Regions from separate parts of the Oryzias latipes genome. Here region 2 is linked to region 1. A link is a contact called in public Hi-C data. All regions are on one chromosome and are shown on one strand. Each heading gives the region's core, a stretch centred on a gene start, on an enhancer-like site or on the middle of the called end of the contact. The rest is flanking DNA. Distances are from core to core; before and after follow the strand shown.

What was found. A called contact is a pair of places that touch in the nucleus more often than the background predicts.
Region 2: a Hi-C map of embryo shows a contact between it and region 1, with 2.1 times the contacts expected there. The contact joins the promoter of fastkd2 here to the enhancer-like site in region 1. A contact is called at or near these places in 2 of 5 Hi-C or Micro-C datasets (embryo and fibroblasts).

The regions. Positions count from the first base shown.
Region 1 is chr2:22,054,124-22,060,926 of ASM223467v1, reverse strand. All of the region lies in intron 2 of LOC101163063 (ras-associated and pleckstrin homology domains-containing protein 1), which reads left to right. Among protein-coding and RNA genes, the nearest start is that of LOC101175546, 25 kb to the right of the region's middle. Within about 2 kb of position 2,561, at least 1 of the 8 cell types and tissues checked has an H3K27ac peak or open chromatin away from gene starts, as enhancers often do. A contact at or near this core is called in embryo, where this site is marked.
Region 2 is chr2:22,091,160-22,097,962 of ASM223467v1, reverse strand. fastkd2 (FAST kinase domain-containing protein 2, mitochondrial) reads left to right here and starts at 2,449. Exons shown (of 11, transcript XM_004066717.4): 1 at 2,449-3,452; 2 at 3,527-3,630; 3 at 3,703-3,811; 4 at 3,878-4,001; 5 at 4,079-4,218; 6 at 4,309-4,481; 7 at 4,647-4,807; 8 at 5,752-5,985; 9 at 6,077-6,113. The coding sequence starts at 2,790. mdh1b (putative malate dehydrogenase 1B) reads right to left here and starts at 2,296. Exons shown (of 10, transcript XM_020709085.2): 1 at 2,233-2,296; 2 at 2,039-2,151; 3 at 1,805-1,939; 4 at 1,588-1,730; 5 at 1,352-1,520; 6 at 934-1,282; 7 at 709-850; 8 at 461-636; 9 at 257-392. The coding sequence starts at 2,254.

The DNA.
Region 1 (6,803 bases), core at 1,312-3,811:
AGGGGTGTGTGTTTTATACCATACATGTCTGAGAGCACAGTAATCCCATCACAGCAGGAGTGCGCAGTGCTGTTTTCATTTTCTACCATGTTGGTTAATCTTTTTGTAAATAGCCTCACATGATATTAGTATTCCCATAAACTGTAGCTAACGCTATACGATGGTGAGGAATCTAATTCTGGAAATAATGAAAGAGCACAGATGAAATGCTTCATGACTCATTAAAGATTCCTCTTTGCTGTAGAAAAAATGTCTCAGTTTTTGTGTATCCTCAACTTACACTTCCTGGTTGCGACAGGTCAGTATAATTTTAAAGACTCTCACCTGTCACTGGATTGACTGTTAAATATCCACTCTTCTATTGGGCACTGACAACTTATGAATAGGTTTTTTTTTTTTTTTTTGTCCTTTTAATTTCTAGATTTTGGCTCGTTTCACACAAGATTGATGGTTGATGAATGCAGCTTGGAACAAAGAGAGGAAAGAAAGCATGCATGTTAGCGGAAATGAACAGAAGATCCTCATCTGTATCACAAATATGAGCCTGGAAGTCATTACATGTTGGTACATTTGAGATCTGTTTCGTATCAGAAGGCAGTTAAATGAAACGGGCTTTGTTCTTTTACAAAAGCCTCACGTGACACATTACAGAATGCTCTCCGATGGGTTCTGGTGATGCAGAATGTCATCATGATATCGTGAAGCCTACCATTTCGGTGTGGTTTTATGGGTTGATGGTGCAGGCTAGGACAGCACCTAGACATCAGTGGGAGTTGGTCATTGTGATGTCGGACGAGCAGGTACATAGACGGAACCAAACCAAGAAAAGAAGTTTGATTTAAAGGACTTTGAGACACTAGGCTATGGTTCATACAGACCCACCAGAGTCAGAATATGGTGCACCCAAATCTGAAATTCACCCTTCAGTATTGAAATCATACTGGCGGTGGTAGTATAGTTGTATGGGAGTATTTTTTTTTTTTTTTTTTTTGCATGTTTCAGCCTTGTTTTCAATGAACTGTACGGTCCGGTATTTTGAACGTTTTTTCATTTATTACATGGACCCATTAAGCCAGACCGAACCGTCGTGGTGTTTTTGGGCCCCCGTTGGTTGTAGGTCCATCATAAATGGAACAGACCAGTTGGGACGGAGCTACTGTTGAAACCTGTTGATTGACTGAAGGTCATTATGACAAAAGAAAACGGCAGATTCCTCTTCAAAGCTTGCAATCTTCTGTCAAGCAACAATAAATGACTTTTACCTACAAAGTACCAACAGCCAAGCGGAAAAAATGGGGCAAGAAAAGATTTAAGAAAACAGGAAGTCACATGAATATTTAGCTGTTGGGCTGAAGCATTAATGATATTATAATGGTGGAAACAGAAGATGTGTCTTGATTAATTCGATCCCAAGGGTCAAACTTTCTGTCTCCCGACAAAAACTATGAAGAAACTGTTGAGCAGTTTTGTTCAAAGTGTTTCCCGATTCTCTCTAATATTTACTTCATAATTTGCTAGATCAAGGCTAATTAAAACTTTTTATTTTACCAATTGTGAACCATTTTAGATGATTGTGGATTAACCAGACCTTCCACTACTGGATTCTGACCACTGTCCTGGAAGGGAATTGATGTGAGGCTACATTTGTTTTTCATATTTGCATGTCTCAGCACTCAACCTCCCTTTTAAAGAGACTCTCAGAAGTCAGGAAAAGCTTCCAGTTTCTCTGAAAAACAGTCAAACACAGCTTTGAATTTTTCCACCCCAGTTTGAGCACAAATGGGCCACTTGATAAGTGTTCACTGCATCTGCAGCTAAAGTCTCTTGGGACCATTTGTGTCCCACAAAATTTCCTAATCCCTATTTTCTGTCCAGCGACAGACAAAGTTTACCCCTCTTTAACTACAACCTTAAGAAGCAGATGTTCTTGTCTTTTCTTCTCTGTTTTGGATAATGTTGGCAGAAAAATAAACGTGGGGTGAATATTTTTAGATGAATAGTTACAGACATTTCCATAAATACACTTCAACGATTCATACAAACGATTCACTAGCTTGGAGGGAAGGACACTGGGGTTTTTACAGACATGAGTGTGCTTTGGCTGTGTATTTTATCCTGTGGTTGTTTAAAACGGAGTGGGGGCGTCCACAGTGATGGTTATAAAGCAATGGAGCACTGGTTGTTTCCATTGAAGTGTGAAAGCCTATATTTGTAACCCAGATGTTTTAGAGCTTTTCAACAACTGAATTTTGAATGCTGGTATGCTAAAGACACAAGGATCTTTCTGATTGATGGATTGGACTCCCCAGATCTGTTTGGGATGGCTGGAATCTTGAGGACCTTTTTTTTTTTTTTAAGAGGACCAAAAGACAACCGGTTGGTATTCCTTCCACGTCTCTACAGATATTCAAGCAACAACACTTTGAGGTGCTTGAAACAATGGCACCAAGTATGTGAGCTGCTTGCAGAACCATTAAACCGGCATGTCTGTCTCACCCACAGCTGAATGTGAATCAACCCAACAACAGCACTCTGTCCCCATCATGAAAATGAATTAGGGAGGAGCCAGCCAAGTAGACTTAATCTGTCCTTTGAGATAATTTCATGCTCCCCTTCTCTTTGTGTTAAATGCAAATTGCTCACGAGGCTTTGTCTGCTTATCTTTTTATTCGTGCGTTCGTCTCAAACGGAGCAGTGGGGTCGATGCCTCTGAGTGGACTCTTTCGGTGCTTCGATGGCTTTGCCCTCAGCTGCTCGCCGTGCTTACAGTTTTGACCATATAACGTGACAAAAACTCTCAGGCAGAGTCTTGATGCAAATACGGGAAATCAGTTTCCCAATGCAGCGATCCCTAACCTTTTTAACGCCACGGACCAGCATGATGTCAGACGATGTTTTCACGAACTGCTCTTTAAAGTGTGGCGGATGATTATTGTAGCAGTGCTACGATGAAGGAGGAACAGTGACGTGACCAGACCAACTCTGAGCTTTTATTTTGACACGCATGACTTTGTACATCGCACAGGTGTCATCATCCTCTCCCCCTCCCACACCCATGGTGCAAAATAGAACTGTCTATTAAATGTTGCTTTCTGTTTTTTGGAAGTCGAAGGCTCTTCTTCTGTCTCCTGGCAAGAAACTTTCCCAAAACGTTTGTTTTTTATTCATTTTGCTAGCTCCCGGGTTTTATTTTAGCGGTATCCTATCACGTGACCGAGAAAAGCGTCTTGGCCTGCGCCAAGAGTGACATAGACGGATGTAACAGAGAATCAGGTAATTTTTCAAAATAAAACATCTTTCAGATTCTGAAATAAATAAAACGGAAGTAATGTAAGTTATTTATTCTTTCCGTGCGGTCCGGTACTAAATGACCCACGGCCCGGTTCCGGTCCGCAAGCCGGGGTTGGAAACCGTTGTCCTGATGCAGAAAAAAAAAAAACCAGGGTTGTTTAACGTAACCTATTGTGGCTGTAAAATTAGTTTGAATTTCTACATTTCCAAATTTAGAGGGTGATTTACATTCCAGCTTTTTGAATCCATGTCGTTTTTGTCTACAGTAGGTTGTTTTTTTTCCAGCCCACTTGGAACATGTCTGCAAAATAACTGGTTCATGAATGCAAACACAAAATCTTGCAGTACAAAATTGAAAATTGTGCACAAATGAATCATTTCTACAAAAATCTTGGGCCCAAGAACAAAATAAATTCTAGTATAGGAAAAATAAATCTAGTAGTAATGAGTTACTGATGCAATCGGACAAGCGGACTTTTAATTGTTACAATCAGGTCTCGTTTTAGGCAACACTGCCCCCAAATGACCAGCTGTTGTTACTGCGGGAAGATTTCAGCATAAAAGCGAACCCGACTTTTTGGAATTTGCCCTATTTTATTCAACCAAGTCTACCCAACAATTTTAGTGGAAAACACCTTCTGCGCGTCTGTGGTGCAGTGGTAGAGCGGTCAACCTCTGATCGGACGATTGGAGGTTCTGTGTCAAGACCCCGCATTGCCCCTGGTGGTTGTAGGTGGGTGCCAGTGTGAATGTGTGGGTGTTACCGCCTTAAAGCCAGGTAGAAAATTGCTATTTAACTATTCACCAGTTAACCACTTAACACAGAATTCAGAAGTACAAAAGGCCAAATATAAAGCGTGCAAACTATTATAAACCCACATTTAAAGTACCTGTTAAGAAAAACGATCTCCACACTGCACCACATGCATTTTATTTTGAAATTTGCTGGCATTACAACAATATAATGCAACTTACATAAAAAGAGGAGAAGTTATTGTTGTTTAGATATTATTTTACTCTGTCAGCACCCGTTTAATGCCAAAGTAAAGCTTGTTTGATAAAGTTAGGTGCAGTTCACCAAAGTAACCACTAGGGCTTTTTGCAACCTTGCGACTTAAACAAAAACATTCTAGGAGCTTCCTTTGTCTGAGCGGATATATTAAATATTTATAATCATTTGCCTGATTTATTGATTTCTTTTTTTCTTCTGGTTGAGTGCGAGGGCGTAGCTTTATGATTGACAGGGTCTCTAACGTTCCAATAACATTCAGATCGGTTCGTCCCAAATAAACAAACAAAACAAAATCATTTTCTCAGCTCAACTTGACATGAATCTTTTATTCTTTTTTTTTAAATCTTAGTGGCTAAAGACGCCTCTTGAACCTCCTCAGGAACCTTTCTTTTCAAGCACAAAACCACTTCAAAAACACGTCATCCATGTGAGAAGATTCCTCCTGTACTTCAACCTCCATTCTAGTTCATGCAGACGGTCACGACTCTCATTTCCGGAAATGTCGAGGCTCAGTCACGTCGAATGTGTCTCCGTGGGATCGTCCCGGTGCCTCAAAGAGGATGGACGTCCCAGATCGCCCCCTGCATCCTCATGTCCTCTTTCCCACAGACCTCTGGCTGCTCCATCAGAGATGGTGGGGCCCCTCTGCTGCTCTGTGTTGGACAGTATCATGCTTCCTGTGTTGGGCCTCTCTGAGAGGCTTGGACAACGCAACTTTCACACCGAAGTAAACAATCTGAACAGAAAACAAGCAGCTCTTCAGACTCCGTTTGCCTCCTCTTTTTAAACTGTGTTCACTCCACAATTCTCTATTTTTAAAACTAAATGTCCTGCAAAGAACAAAAAAAAAACAACCTTTTATTCTTGCAGCTCTCACCCCAGAGCCACCCAGCGGTCTCAGGGGACATTCAAATGCCGGGCAGATGAGATATGAGGACCCTTTAGTGTGATGAAGGGAAAAGAGCAAAGGCTGCCATTCGTTTTGGGATAATGCTTTTGGATGCACGCACACAGGGAGCTTCTTGTCATCCGTGTCACTCACTCAGGTCATCCTCTGGAAGCTTGAAAGCAGGGCCCCAGGTGTTAATTCACTTAAACCTGCAGAAAATGTCCTGCTGAGGCTGTAACTCCATTAGAGTGACAGCAGCAGAGCGTTTTTGGAGAAGCATCTGGTTCTGTTTTTGTTGTTGTTGATTTCGCTTCTGTTTCATTTTATCAATTTATTTAACGTTTACCCGGCATATAATATAGATATTGACGATATTGATTGCTGTGGAGGATTGTTCGGTTCTTACAGTTTCCTCTTTCGTCACACATTGGTTTTAAATCACTGCCGGTCCTTTTTATTTTTATTTTTTTAAGCTAATGTCGTGGGACTCAAATATTTTTCAGATCTGCATGTGGGTTGAAGCTGTTTTCAAATGCTGAAAAACTCTGATCTTTTCCAGATGTGTCCCTAAAATTCCAGATGTTCATTTTTAAAGATTAAATTTAAAAAAAATAGATGCTTTTCCTTTGTAAACGCCCCCTAATGGTTATATGGCGAACTACAACTGTCCCACTTCAACTGATTTTGTGGGTTAAAAACCACAGATCCTCCACTCCTCACAGAGGGGGATGAGTTCATGCAGATCTCATAATCGCTGCTCTGAATAAGCTCCTACACCAGGGATACTTCTCATGCTCAGAAAACCTCAAATTCATGTCTCCGACCCGCGTCCAGCCACATGTAAGAGCGTGCATCTGCAGAAACGATAACAGCTGTGAGAAATCCTCTAACTTTTGAGCTTTTGTGGAAGATGGAGTGAAGGCGAGGGACCTCATTTTTCTTTTAGCTCCAGGAACTCCTCCTCCTCCTGTTGCACTCCTCCTGTTTTTTAAGATGGAAGGGATAAACCAAAGGACAGCTGCTGGGTCAGAAGGAGGAATTTTGCACATTCAGGCCATTTCCTGTTCTGGCTCCCAAACTCATTGGGGAGAAAGCTCGTTTTGATTTGAGGTTACGTTCCTTCTGGGACTCCACCTCCCTCAGAAGTCCCCCGTGTGTTGGATGAGTGCGCCAGAGCAGAGCAGGAAGGCATCCATCAGCGGCGTGTTATTAAACCATCAGCTGCTTTCAGCTGCTCTATCTCGCACCTTTTCGCTTCTCCCCGTCTAGATTTGCAAACATTCACTATCGTCCCCTGTCAGCTCATTAGCATTATTGTGAGTTTAGTCAGTCATTTAGGTTTGCTAAAGCAATTTACTCACCCCTATTTTTCCCCACTGATTTTACAAGGAAGGTGACAGGAAACAGCAAAACCACACTGCTGGCAGTGATGCATGATGGGATGTTTTGTTTTCTCCTAGGAGTTCATCAGTGTCCTTGTTTGATTAGACTTTCAATGTTTTGTTCAAACTTTGATATTTTCAAAATAAAATGGTTAAAGACACATAATAGATATAAAAAGGTTAAGGCGGGTAGAAGAAGGTTTATGCATCCATATAATCATTATACACT
Region 2 (6,803 bases), core at 1,200-3,699, 37 kb before region 1:
GAGCAAATAATAAGCTCCAGTTTTGTACTGAATTTGATTTGAAACTCGTGCACTTATTTTGAAATTCCTCCTGTTAATTGCAGTTCTCTCTTATCAACCCTCGACTCGTTCTGTGCGGAGTTTGCGTGCTCTCCTCGGGCGCCGTCCCAAAAACATGCTTCATAGGGTAATTGCAGAGTCTAAATTGCCCCTGGGTGTGTGTGTGTGGGGGGTTGTGTGGCCTGTGCAGGTCATTTGTGAAGGAGGCCGTACTCGCCACAGCTCGTCCGCACAGAGCTCCAGCCTCCTCATCAGCCCATCTCCGACGGTCACATCCAACACCATGGACCATTTCCCTCCTTCGAACGTGACCGGAACAGAGAAGATGATGTCATCTCTGAGGTTGAAAAGGCCTGTAAGCGGACACGCAGTCACGTCTCAGCCCACCAAACCTCCAGGCTTTTGGGCTTTCTCTCCTGACCTGAGCAGTGCACCCCAGCAGACATGATCTCGTCTGGACCTCCCCCTGCGTGCCAAGCCTTCAGGACTCGGAGGATCCCGCTGGCGGCGGAGGCGGAGGCCGCTTGACCAGTCCTCGAAGTCACGGCGTCACGCCGCCGACGCACCAGATCCTGCAAGTTTGTTTCCAACCATTTCCTGCGACAGAGGTGACCCCTTTGTTTGTTTGTTTGTTTCTGATGAACAAGAAGCTGAATGGTGGAGGCAAACCTGTCAGGTAAAATCCTGGAGATGGGTTGGGGAAAAAAGGCCGGCCCCTTGATTGGTCCCTGAAAGTTAAAGACTTTTGCTCTCTGCAGGTCGATATAGGAAAGGCCACTGATGTTCCCCCACACGATGACCTCTGTGACCTCTACGAGATTAAGGAGTCGATCAACACTTTCTCAAAAGAACCTAATGCGGAAATGAACCAGCCAAAAATAAATAAATAAATACCCGTCGGCCTCACTCCCAGTTTCTCTGCCACCACAGCTCGGGCTTCGTTTTCCAGCTGCGTTGCCACGGCAACAAACTGGTGGCTGTCGATGGAGTGTGCACCCTCCACGAGCAGCGAGCATCTCAAGTTGACGTGGGAGTCGCCGGACACGATCACCTTCACCTGCTTGTTGGCCTTAGCGTCAATGAGTCGACTAAACTCTCTGTAGCGATTACAAACACTCTTCACTTCCTGCTTCTCTTCTTCTTCCTCCTCTCCTTCTCCTCTCCTCCCTCCATTTGTGTCATCCAAGAGAACGATGACGTCTGCTTCTCTGAAAGCTTGCTGCGGATCCGTGTGAACCGTCACCTGGAAAAGGCCTCAGGTTTTATTTCTTTGGAATAAAATAAAGAGATGAAAACTCCAGCGGTGGCATACCCGACGGAGCATGCTCAGAGCCAGGCTCTGGGTCTCCTCTCTCAGCCTCTGCAGTTCTTCCTCGTTTTCATCCAGATCCAGGAGGTGGAGGCTGACAGCAGGAGCTTTGGGGAAAATCTCAGCAGAGAGCAAATTAGGAATCAAGATCCGGGACGTGTGGCTGGCCGCCCTGCAAGGACATCAAATCAGTCAGTTGAAACGTTTAAAACCAGTTCATTTTGGGCTTTGAAACCCACCCGGTTATCCACACGTGAATGGGTTTAACGAGATTGAGATGATCTTGTTCCTCTTGGAGAAGTTTGATCTGTGTCTCCAGGTTCTCTGCTGCAACACTGAGCATCATGTCTGGGTTTACGTCTGATGACACGCCGTAGTAATCCTAAATATGGCAGTTGGTTTCAGTCCAAAAGACAAATTTAGATTAAAAAAGAAACAAAAAATAACAGTCATTACCTGACAGTGGTTCAGGAAGTCACTCAAGCCCCCCAGAAGCAAACCTTTCCCCCCCTGTTCCACCAGCTCTCTCCAAACCAGAGGAGACTCCTCATGTTTCCATCCATTTTTGCTGCAGGTGCCATCCAGCCATCCCTGTTAGGAGCAAGAAAACACAAACATATCCATTAATGTATTTAAAGCAAATTCACAAAAAAATCAGGTTTATTTGAAGTCATCATTGTATTTCCCTACCTCCCATTCATCAGGCAGAACGCAGATTTTGTGGGCCCTGAAGTTCGGCAGAGATCGTTGCAGTGTGTCTGCCAAACGTTCCGCCTCAGCATAAAAGGGGCAATCTGCTTTACCTAGAAGAGTGAAAACTATTAACCTGTTTAAGAATTAGAGAAAGAAAAATCTTTCCTTAGTTTTCTTTTATTATTATTTACCAGCCACCACAAATTTTGCCATCGATGTGGAAGCGTCGGTTGCTAGGAAACATGAGATGTTACGTTTTATTGTGTCCGCGCGCTCAAAAAAATATTTTCTTTTTTCTTTTATATAGTATTGTGGATCAAAATCATTGATAAAAATGTCATATTTGATTTTCAAAAGGTTTACTATAGTGTGGTATTTTGTTTTATTTGGTGAGTCAGGAAGTCTTGTGCGTCAGGGGACATTTTACGACGACGGACCAAACAGAAACGCGCACGAGCAAGCTAACTTCGGCTTTTATTTTCAAATATTTACCCCTATTTCTGCGTTATTTGATGTGGTAAATAACTTTAACTTTAATTTAACAATTTGTGGGTTTAAATTTTTTAAAGAAGCTAAAACAAACGAGTCATTTTGCCTCACAAATAGTTATTTGACCTTCTTGTTTGTTAGTGCTCAAATGTTGGAACTTCTTCATACAAAATTTTTGTAACTGAAACATTTTGCTGGTACATTTGTTTAATCGGAGCCGCAAACATAAGCATGGAGAGTTTAAAATAACTTTGGTTAAATGTTGCTGAGTCATGTTTCAAGTGTGGTAGTCCTACAGAGCAGCATGTCTGCCCTCGTGACAGGGGAGCTCATGAGGTTGACCCTGCGCGCCTGTCGCCCCTCGTTTCTATGGCAACAGAGGCGTTTCCTGGCATCTGCGCCCTGTAAAGTCGCATCATCTTATGAACAGCGCACCAAAAGCTCTTGGGGTTCTGCGCCTCTTTCCTGGCACGCGGGTAGAACTGTTAGGTTCCGTTGTCATGACGGCGGCAGGCGCAGCAGGGAGCTGGAGGGAACCGAACACTCCGCATCCCCGCCCGACTCCGACGGGACGGCCTCAGATGAGAGGCACAGGGGGGCTGGATTCCAGGAGCTCCTGCAGTCCTGCAGCTCCCCTTCAGACGTGCTGGACCTCACCTGTAAACACCCCCCCACGGTCCGGCAGGTCAGCCACTGCCTGGCCCACATGTGGTCGTCCACCAAAAAGATGTCGGAGGAGCAGCGGCGGTACGAGCTCCGGCTGACGTTCCAGCACCCGGAGTTTGACAAGCTTCTCCACCGAGCGATGGGATCTGCGGCGGGCATGCACCACGCCAACTTGGCCTACACTCTCCTGAGCGCGGTCAGTCTGGGCGTTCCTGAGCGCAGTCGTGTGGTCCAGACTCTGCTGCGTACCTGCCAGGTGAGCCGTCGACAAACCCAGAGTGCAGTTCTGCTGTTTTAGCGTCTGACTTGAGGTGTTTTTACCACCAACAGGAAAAGCTGAACGACTTTGATGAGAAGAGTTTGTCCATTTTGGCCTCCTGTTTGGAGCAGATGGACAGCAGTCCCAACGTCGACGCGCTGAAAGAGGGCATGAGGTACGGAACGCAGCAACACAGGAGTCTCCGTTTAACTCTCAGAGCTCACAGAGTTTTGCCGCCGCGTCGCAGGTTGGTGGTTGAAGTCCAGCTTCCCCGGATCAAGGGGGTTGTTGCTCTGCAGACCATGATGCGCCTGCTGGGAAAAGATGCCCCACAAGAGCTCAAATCAAAGCTGGAGGTGAGCTTACGTTTTCCAACGGACTCATCGTCCTGACTTGTAAACCGTTTTCCAAACGTTTTTCAGCTGAAAGCCTTGTCGATGGCGCACAAGTTCACCCTTCCTAACGCCCAATACATGATCTTTACCATGGCGACCATGGGTTTCTATTCCAAACCCCTCCTGCAGGTCTGCAGCAAGAAAATCCTGGGTACAAACAGAGGGAGAAGTTCCTTTATTTGTCCTCATGATTCTCTTTTAACTTGTTTTATCGTCTGCCTTCGGTAGACGACCTTCACGGCATCCCATTCAACCCGCTATACCGAGTCCTCCTGTCCTGTAGGGAGCTGTCCTACAGAGACACCGTCCTCTTCACGGGGATTTCTGACTACATCGCCTCCAATTTGGACCTTTGGAGCAACAAACAGGTGACCAAAAAAAAAAAAACCCTCCTGCCTCTGCCTTTCTTCCAATCATCTGTATATTTGTTCAATAATCTGTTTTTTTTTTGTGCTTAGTTGCTCCTCTTCCTGTCTGCGTTTGAGAACGCCACCTTCGCCCCCGCTGCCCTCATGGAGGCCTACGCGGAGAAGGTGATCGCCGACCCGGACGCCCTGACTCTCCGAGATCTGCTGTGTGTGGTCAAGGTGTACTCCTACCTGAACTTTGACCTGCAGCATCGCAGAAACCCGTACGTCTGTGACCGGTCGTGCCTGGATGCTTTGATTGTGTAAAAATGTAGCATAAAAGCCTAAAGTTTTCTAAAGATGTATGTTTTTCTAAAGAAAACAATCCCAAACCAAACACAGGTTTCCATCCTGACGGGAGAACTTACAGAGAAATCTCTCCGCTGCAGGTTTCTGGAGAGCGTCAGCCGTGCGTTGGACTCGTATCTGCCCCGGATGTCGGGGCTGGAGTTGTTAAAGTCTGCGTACTGTCTGTGCCTGATGGGTCATTTCCCGCCGGCGCTCCTGGAGCGGCTCCTGCAGAGGAGCGCGGCTGAGCGTCCCTCTTCAGGTGGGCCGGTCCGCAGAAGCTCGGCTTTGGGTTTTTCCCAGACTGACGGACCAGAGGCTTTTTGGCAATTCACTTATCTTTCTGCGACTTTGAGCGAATATTTAACCGGTGTAGCAAACTCAAAATGCTGACCACGCCTAGCGCCCGCTTAAAATGATTTTTTTTTTTTTTACATAGTGAACGACCCCCCCCCCCCCCCCCCCCCCTCCTTAAAAACGATGACATCACAGCGGAAGAAACCATCAAAAAATGGATGAGGTCAAATCTGTTAAAGGTGCTAAACATCCACTAATGCAATATCCAAAGGAATTATTATGGGATGGCGAGAGGACCTACAACTTGGCAGCCGCTTTGTGGTCAAAGTGTGACATTTGGCGATTTTCTCATTTTCTCACAATACGGGAAGTGAAAACTTTTGCTAGCGATCTCCACAAAATTTTTAAAACCACAACCGTTTTCGTTGACCTTTGACCTCAGAAAGAGGCCGCCATCTTGAATTTCTCCCTTTTACTAGCTAGCTGCGAATTTAAACACGATCTATCGCCTCCAAACTCCTCGAACTTCATTGGGAAGCTACTTGTTTGTAGATTTCTGAACAATTCTCCTGCTGCTCGCACATTTTTCATCTAAATTTTATGAAAGTCTAGTGCGTGAATCGTCAGCTCAAGCTGAACGAAACGACATAACATGCGACGTGATTGCATTAAGAATGTGGGCGTGGTCAGCAGAAAACCTCAGTTGCTAAGGAAATCCAAAAATTTACTTTTGCAGATTCTTTTTAAAGTTATATGGAGCTGTTCGTCGGCCCGAGGCGACCAAAAAACAATATGGTTGCCATGGAGATTATTTCTGCTTAAATCATCTTTTTGAAATCAATTTGTCATGTGCAGCTGGGTGGGAGGGAAGAGTGGAGTTCACTTTTGATTGTTTCGGTTTCCCTTCAGATCCAAACCTCCGCAGGGCCTGGGAGAAAATGTTTCAGACGGTGGACCTGTGCCTTCGTCTTGACAGTCCTCCTCTTCCTCTGCCCCTCTCCGTTCCCGAGTCCGTTCTGGGGAACCCCGACCCCAGTCCGGAGGTGAACCCGCGACTGTCCCGGAGTCTGAGGAGCGCGCTGGGAGACGGGGCCGAGGCGGCGCTCCAGGAGACGGTGCTTTTGGAGAAATTTTACACCATAGGTGAAAAAAGAGTCCTGACATGTTAGATTCCTCGCTGTAAACATTCCCTCCTGTGACGCCAGCATCTGTGTTTGTGTGCGTTGCCTTTCAGACGCCGTGGTAACCACGCCAGCAGAGAGCAGTCAAAGGTAAAAGATGACGCAGCTCAGCAGACGGCGCTTTGATGACGAAGCAGGCGGAGCGGATGTTTGGCTTCTCCTTACTCGCATCGACTTTCTTCTATCTCTGTATTTTTTTAAAACTGAAATCAACAACAGGAATTTTTATACACAAAAACTTTACTTTGAAATCTAAATATTTCAAAATAAAGGGTCACCTTGTATTGTGAGGCTCCAGTGAACAAAAAACAGATAAAATTACCTTTTTTCTTTAGTTCAAAATGTTCTTAATTTAATAAACGAGGTTCTAAAATTATGTAAACAACAACCTAGGATCACTTCTGCTAATGTGTTGGGTCCACAGAAACAGAAAACATTTTTAAAGTGTTTTGAAAGATTTTGAAGGCATTAAACTATTTTTTTGCATTCGTCTTCTTGGAAACTTTCAATCTCGTCAGACTTTGTCGGTTGTTTGGAAAGTAGGATCGTCCCTTGTGCTGAAAATGAAATTAAAACTTGGATTTGGATATGGAAATGGGGTTATTTCAAGCAGGCTGATGCCTGACAAAACAATACAATCAACAGTTTTACATCCATGCAAAGACGGATCAAACAAGGAAGCCAACTTTTAGAATCCCACCCCTGTTGGACCGGACCGTTTTCTTACCATGAATTATCCGGTTTAAATCAGATATTTATACCTTATTAACACAGTTTCAC